Regions from separate parts of the Mus musculus genome. Here region 2 is linked to region 1. The links are chromatin contacts, called in public HiChIP or PLAC-seq maps. All regions are on one chromosome and are shown on one strand. Each heading gives the region's core, a stretch centred on a gene start, on an enhancer-like site or on the middle of the called end of the contact. The rest is flanking DNA. Distances are from core to core; before and after follow the strand shown. Region 1 has its middle 15 kb from the start of Dmbx1. Region 2 holds the start of 6430628N08Rik (RIKEN cDNA 6430628N08 gene).

Evidence for each region. HiChIP or PLAC-seq counts read pairs in DNA pulled down with a chosen protein or histone mark.
Region 2: a contact with region 1 is called in an H3K4me3 HiChIP or PLAC-seq map of embryonic stem cells, with 20 read pairs. The contact joins the promoter of 6430628N08Rik here to the enhancer-like site in region 1. A contact is called at or near these places in 22 of 39 promoter capture datasets (the 3T3-L1 cell line, 3T3-L1-derived adipocytes, the C10 cell line and 13 more), 10 of 15 datasets of contacts at CTCF or cohesin (CD8 T cells, the G1E-ER4 cell line, the NIH/3T3 cell line and 4 more), 128 of 484 Hi-C or Micro-C datasets (2-cell embryo, 3T3-L1-derived adipocytes, the 4T1 cell line and 70 more), 24 of 115 datasets of contacts at active chromatin or transcription factors (astrocytes, a beta-TC-6 cell line, bone marrow-derived macrophages and 11 more) and 5 of 9 other capture datasets (adipose tissue, embryonic tail, liver and 2 more).

Annotation. Positions count from the first base shown.
Region 1 is chr4:115,952,544-115,956,339 of GRCm38.p6, forward strand. No RefSeq gene overlaps it. Among named protein-coding and RNA genes, the nearest start is that of Dmbx1, 15 kb to the left of the region's middle. Within about 2 kb of position 2,333, at least 6 of the 459 cell types and tissues checked have an H3K27ac peak or open chromatin away from gene starts, as enhancers often do. A contact at or near this core is called in embryonic stem cells, where this site is marked.
Region 2 is chr4:115,888,729-115,892,193 of GRCm38.p6, forward strand. It overlaps 6430628N08Rik (RIKEN cDNA 6430628N08 gene), which reads left to right and starts at 1,938. Exons shown (of 2, transcript NM_001357060.1): 1 at 1,938-2,233.

The sequences.
Region 1 (3,796 bases), core at 1,083-3,582:
CTACTTACCTCTCCCCAAATGGCTAACCTCCCTTAGGACTGAGGTAAGTGTAAATGATACTCTCCAGGGAACCAGTACCACTTGCTTGGAGAATCCAAAGCCCCTGGGTTATTAGTGTTTGCAGGATACAGGTAAATAAATTGCATGGTATGGCATAGTAGAACATGTCTATAATCCAGAATTCAGAAGAGATGGAAGCAGGAGGATCAGGAGTTCAAGGCTAATGTGGGCCACATAAACCCTTGAATCAAAACAAATGAACAAAAGACTTAGGGAGCGTGTGAAGGTTTCTTTTAAAACCTAACAACCTAAGGCAGCATCAGACCAGGACAAGCCCACCCCTGGTGAGGACACTCTAGGTTTCCTTACAGCACACTCCTTGGGTAGATACAGCTCCTGAGACTAGAGACAAACGAGAAGTACCAGGGATTCAGCGCCCCCTGCTGTCAGATTTTCAGAAATGCATTCTTCCCGACGTGCCCAGCCAAGTTTTCTCTGCATCCTCCAGAGTGCAAGGCTTCTTCCTCTGCCCTGGAAGTCCTAGGCTGGATCAAAAAAAACCCTTATATCACCGGGTCATAATCCTCTATAGTTAGCTGGGAGACAGAGATGGTCAGGCTGAATAGAGGCCTCACAAACTAAAAGCAAGAGTGGACGACAAGGCAAGGTGGCGTACAGCTTTAATCCCAGCACTTGGGATCCAGAGGCAGGTGGATCTCTGTGAGTTCAAAGGGCATTCTGGTCTACATATCAAGCTCCAGGACAGCCAGGACTACATAAATAAACCATGTCTCAAGACAAGCAAACACTAAACCTGGGTCAATGTGACCCATAGACTGTGGAATTGGAAGCAAAGAGAAGAGAGTCTAATGAAAGAAGGAAGAAGGGACACAGAGAGAAGAGCGTGCTGAACCAGACAGGTGAGGCTGGCAGGTGCTGGGAGGTGGGGAAAGGCAAGATGGGCGGGCACAAGTGAAGAGAGGAAGAAAGAAGCAGGGGCAGGGGGGCTGCAAAGGGAACAGAGGCCACCAAGGGGGCCCAGGAGACCGTGCCCCCTGCTGCCTTCTACCCACAGTCTACATCTATCCCTGCCCATAAGGCTCTATGTCCAGCCCTGAGGACTGCCAGCCCTGTGACTGATGGCCAGGCCCCTGCTGGGGGCACCGAGGGCAGCCACTCAGCAGAGGCAAACAGCTTGACCGTCTGTGGCCTCTGGACTCTGGGGCATGGTGGAAGCAGTGGGCAGAACAGATTGAGTTCGGCGTGATGCTTAGAAGCCCAGGCTTGGGGGAGGGGAGAGCTGGCTATGGCTCTTTCTTCCCCTTCCTGGATCAGCTAGTCCAACCTCTTCTTCTTCTGGCAAAGCTGGGCTTTAAGAAGTTCAGTCTTGCTGGCCTAGGTGCTCTGGCTTCCAACTTGTCAGACACCCTTCAGGATAGGACAGAGCCAGACAGGATAGGCCTTCTACCCTCTCACCCATTTGCCTGTCCCATAGAGCCAGGCCCAACACCACATTCTACATTTTGCTTCATTTTCTCCCATCCCCTTCAAGCTGTTTTCATGGACAGAAGAGAGGTGTTAACTTGACTCTATTGTATATCATCGAGCCCCAAATGCATGGCTTCCCAAAGCAATGAGCTATTAGAACTCCTCAGTCTCCTGAGGGGCTTCGTTTTCTCTTCAAATTTGGGGTCCAGTTTTGTTTGTTTGTTTGCTTGTTTGTTTGTTTGTTTGACAAGGGCTCATGGAGCCTGGGCTGGCCTTGAACTCACTATGTAGCTGATAATGACCTTGAACTCCTGGTGGTTCTAACCCAGGTACTGGGATATGGGTGTGTGCCACCTCTCCTAGCTCATCATCCTAAAAAGGACAGTTGAAGAGAGGGCAGGGCAAGGAGAAGCACTTAGGATGACAGTGTGTAGCTCTCCTAGGGTCTCAAAGCAACTGGACTGGGTTAGAATCCGACTATTCTGCATTCATGCATCCGGGGTTCTACCCACTATCTCCCCTGCCTCTTCTGTACCTTGTGGTTGGGCTCAGCCTTTTACTACCCTTCCATAAACACATTACACACAGGCCAACAGATCTGCAGCCATGAGGAACTGAGGTAGCCCAGGAAAACAGGCTTGAGACCTAACTTCCTCTCCAAACCCAGGGAAGCTGTCTTGTGGGTAGGTGACCTCTAGGCATCTCAGGATGCTGATACTGAGAAAAGCCAATCAGAACTCCCAAAGAGGAAACACTTAGCAAGCATCCCAGGGAGGAACTGAACAGCTTACTTTCAAGAGGCCGGAAAAGGGAGAGTGGGTGGGAGGACTGCTCCTTGGGGCTCCTTCCAGACCTGAAGCCCCAGGACCCATTGTTTTGGAAATGGAAAAATCACGTGCTCCCTGCTAGAAAGGACCCCACTCCCTCTTCCTCCCAGATCAGTGGTCAGAAGGCTAAAAGGCTAAATAAACTATTTTCTTGACCTTCCTCTAAGGTCTATGGTCCCCAAGGGAGCTTGATATCTGGACCCCAGCCCCAGCCCCACAAACTATTCCCCCCACCCCCACCAAGGCCTCCTCAGTGTCTGGCTGAGCGAGGATGGGACGACAAGGGGCCAGAAAGGGGGCTCATCAACATTTCCAGCAATGCTAATAGACTATCCTCGGCCACATCCTATTACTGCACACCCCCTCCCCAGCCCCCCAGCCTAGCTGGCCTGCGCCTCTCCTCGGCCCCGGGGACCAGGCATCAGATTGGAGTCAAGATTCCGAGAGTGTCATTTGCCGCCGTTGATGGTGCCGATAATAGGGATGGGCGGGCGGGCGGGGAGCCGCAGCGCAGAGGCGGATTCTCTATTAAGACTGCTGCTCAGTGCAGCAGCCAGAAAGAAGCAGGCAGGCCTGCGCTGGGCAGACAAGGCCAGCAGAGTTCCATAATGGGATGGGTGGCTTACCTATGGCATTGTCTGCACCGTTAGTGGGGACCACTCTTAGGAGCAGACATACTGGGCTTAGAGAGTGACAAAGGCCAGGAGAAGCAGGAAGAAACCGGGCAAGGCAAGCTCCAGCTGCCCCTGCAGCACTGTCTGCCTCCCTCTGTCCTTTTCACTACCCGGGACCCAAAGATCCTAGTTGATCAATAGAACAAGATATTTTTGCTCCCTCCTTGACTTCAGTCTTACTGAAAATCAGTCCTCCCAGAGGCCTAAAAAACCTGGAAGAGTGTGATCCTCCAACCAAAAAGCTGAGCTCAGCCACTACGTGTTTTTCAGGGTTTTGGGTTTTTTTCTTTTTTTTCATTTCTTTTCTTTTCTTTTCTTTTCCTTTCCTTTTCCTTTCCTTTCCTTTCCTTTCCTTTCCTTTCCTTTCCTTTCCTTTCCTTTCCTTTCTTTTCTTTCCTTTCCTTTCTTTTCTTTTCTTTCCCCAGAGTTTCACTAGGCAACCCAACCTGGCCTCAAACTCAAAATACTCCTGGCTCAGCCTCCCAGGTGCTGGGATTATAGGTGACAGTGAATGTTGTTCTTATGCCTTGCATACCACCATCACCTTCACCTCCTCCTTTAATGCCACCGACCGCCACCCAAGCCACCCTCATGGGCATCCCTAATCCCTGCAACCCAACCCTGTTTCTGCTTGTACACAGTGCTCACCATTGCTCTACCCAGCCAGCCAGTTCTATCATCACTATCATCACCATCTGATGTCTGATGAAGATCTTAGCCCTGAGAGTTCCTATGGTTCCTAGCTGTATTATCTTCTGAGCCTGTAGCATCATCACCTTTAGCATGGATATGGTATTAGCTACTGTA
Region 2 (3,465 bases), core at 688-3,187, 64 kb before region 1:
TGCCCAGCAGAAGGCTGCCACAGCCTCCATGCCTTTAGCTCCAGGAACAGCAATATTGTCTGATCTCCACAGACATCCTCCTTGTCTTGCTTTGAGAAAACAAACTGGAAACAGTCTTATTCTTGCAGGACCAATGCAGATGACTCTTCTCAGAAGCCTTCTCTGACATTGCTCCAGTAGTTCCAAGGGGAGCTGGTCACTTGAGTGGCTGTGGTCTGTTTCTCTTTGTTAAGCATGAGAGCAGAAAGCTAGGCTTTGGGAAACAGGGACATGGGAGAGCCCATCTTGAGCAGATGAGAAAGCTGAGATATCTCAGGATAAAGGACTCATTAGGTGCCCAGAAAAAGTCATGGAGACAAGCTCTGCCTCCAGGTCTCCTCTCTGCATAGCCACAGAGCTCAGCTCCCTGCCAGCAATGGACTAACATCCACAAGGGGTGATTTTTCACCAATGCTGGTCAGCTGTAGAGACTGGTTCCTCCAGCTTTCTCCCCACTTTTGCCTGCTCCTCTTCACTTGTCTCTTCCTCCTTCTCAGCCCCATCACCACCCACCCCTTCCCTGATAGACAAGGAACACCCCTTCCTCCTATTTGTCTTCACTCTTGACCTCTGTGCTTCAAAGAAATGCCCAAAGGCAGATGGTGGGAATAGCAGATAATATCCTAAGCCCATGGATAAGGTGGCTCCTGACTATTTGACCCTCCCAGGCATGATAACCCTAAAATAGGATACAGTAAGCCTGATACCTGAGAGGCCAGGCATAAACAAGTATTTGTGACCATTAAGGAATAAATTAAAATAAAATCACAGGAAAAAAGCAAGAGCTACATTCATTGGAGAAGCTGGCAGAGTCTTGAGGTGAGTGGGAGTTCTGGAGGCCTTCCCCTACCATCCCCCTCTTTTCCCTGCTGTGAGCTTTCTGAAACCATTCCTCCAGCGCACGTGGATCTTTAGATACAACCTCCCCAGTGGCCCCTGTGAGGCAAACCTTCTCTCATGGTCCTTTTGGAGAAGAGAGGAGGTGGGCCAAGCTTGCAGTAGTTTATGTAGTTCTTGGTTAGTACTTGAGCAGCAACAGAACGCTCCAGTGGTCCTAATGGATATAGGAGTGGACAGTGGGAAGGGGATCTCTTCCAGGAGTCTACTCAGAAAGGAAAATGGGTCTTTCTAGAAGTCCCAACACCTGAGCCCTGGGCCATAACTGAGCTGGTCCAGAGAACACAGCAGTAAACCAAAGCTGGGTGATGCTGGATCTAGGTAGCCCCCTGGAGTCACACCCTCACTGGATCTCTCTGAAGGAGAATGGCTCACTAAGGAAGTGGAAATGAGACTCTCATCTTAGTTCAGGCCTCCAGGGGCAGAGCAAGAAGCTGGGAGCCTTGGGCCTAACGGCTGTGCCAGATCATCACTGGCCCATCCTCTGTAGACACATCAGGTGGATTTGTGAATGGATGAATGAAGGGACAGTGGGCAGAGATGTCCTCCAGCCATACTCTTCCATGTCCATCTAGGCCTCTGCAATAAAATCCAGTGTAAGCTGCCTCTAGACTTCCATTTAGGGACACGTGGCCACGCCCCTTTCTAGAGTGCTGGGCCCATGGCTAATTAGGGGAGTGGTGCTGAAACCAACAACAAAGTTTCACCTCTGGGAAAACTCTGTCTCCCCCTCCCTCGTACTAGGGCTGCAGAAATGCTAGAGAATGCAGGCAGGGGCGTCCTGAAAGGAGCTGCACCGTTTCCACGCAGGGTGGGAAAAACTACAGCCTAGACAGCGTGGGCGGTGGGGAATTAGTTGCTCCGGTGCTCACAACCCACGAACTCAAAGGAGCGAAGGCGAGAAGGGCGTGTGCGAGGCTTCTCGGCTGGAGGCAACTGGTGGGAGCCCGACGAGGTTGGCAGCCCACACTGGGAAGGGGCTCCGCCCGCAGCGCGAGGTTGCAGTAGACCACAGCCAGGCTCTGCTGACCCAGCCCGCGCCGCGCCGCTGCCTCCCACTCACCGCCGATGCTGCCACGGTCTCCACTGAAGCCGCTGAGAGTCGACAGAGAGGAACTGACCGCTCATCTCCCTTCTCCCGGATCCCCTACCCGCGGTGGGTCGTTTGGCTGATCCAGCTCTCCCAGGCGAGGCACGGATCCCGCGACTCGAGCTGGACCAACCCCTCTAACACAGGACACCTGGACTCCCCTCAGGGGCCAGCAGGGTCACTGCAGGGAAGTGTCCACACTCTCAGGCAAGTGAAGTTGCAGGAAATGGGGGAAGAGGGTGCTAATGAGTGGGCAAGGACTCTGGGAGGGTTGCTGAAGGAAAGGGGGAGATGCTTATCCTGCTCTGAACTCCGAGAGATGGGAAGGTACCAGACAAGGGGCCAGGACCTCTGGTCTTGAGAAAACAAGTTTAAAAGAGAAAGGAGGATAAGAGAACAGGAGACAGATTGGCTGCCATGACTCCCCTACTCTGCCCTGGTCCCTGCTGCTCTTAACAGTTGACTCTACCCTGTAGCTTCCTTTGCTTTCTCCAATGCCCAAAGCTGAGAGAAGCTGGCAGATAGCAACTCCAAATCTGAGAGACAAGTGAAGCCCGGAAGGCAGCCTTCCCTGGCTTCTCCCAGCAGTGTTCCCTTTCCCTTTGTGTCGCTAATAATCATGGAGCACTGAGAAGAGACAGGTACCTCGATGGGCCTACAGTCCTCGACACAGGAAGCCCTATGACTAGGGGACCCTGAGCTGAGTGGCACACCGTCTGCACAGGAAGGCAGAGCTGGGGGAACTAGCTGAGGACAGAGCTGACTTGGAGACCCGCTGGTGAGCTCAGCCCCAGCAGAGAAGAGTCAAGAGGGCTTCCTGGAGGAGTCTGAGCTCAGGGAGCAGCAGAGGGTCCAGGACGGGTTTAACAATGAGAAATGGGGGATGAACAAGGTGAATTACTGGGAGAAGAGAAAAAAGAATGGACTGCAAAGATCCGTGGCAGGGATCTAAGAGGTCCCAAGAGGGGTTGCAGGTGTATAGTAGGGAGCCTGAGGATGAAGGAGGGACCAGGGCCAAGCTTGGGTCCTGAGTTTGCAACCTTTGTGGAAAAGGGCAACAGTAAAGAAATCTACATCAAGAGGCAGTGTTCCCAGGAAGTATGGCTCAGGTAGCTTCAAAAGCAGAAAGTAAATGCTGAACAATGTTCACTAAGCTCAGTGACAAGGGGTCACTGGTGACAATGATGGATAGAGAGGCAGGAACATGATGGGACAGAAACCAGACTAGCGTGGCCCTTGTAGGCCATGTATTCAAGAAGGGAAGAGACCGCTAGCTCAAAACCATGACTGGCTTGGTTGAAGATGGGATAGGCAACAATTCCCAGGAGGAGGTATGGCCCACTGAGACTCTCACTCAGGCCCGGAAGGGGAGTTGCGACCATGCAGTTGCGGGCATGCAGTGGACTGGTGATACCCAGTAAGGTTTCTTTTTATCTCCT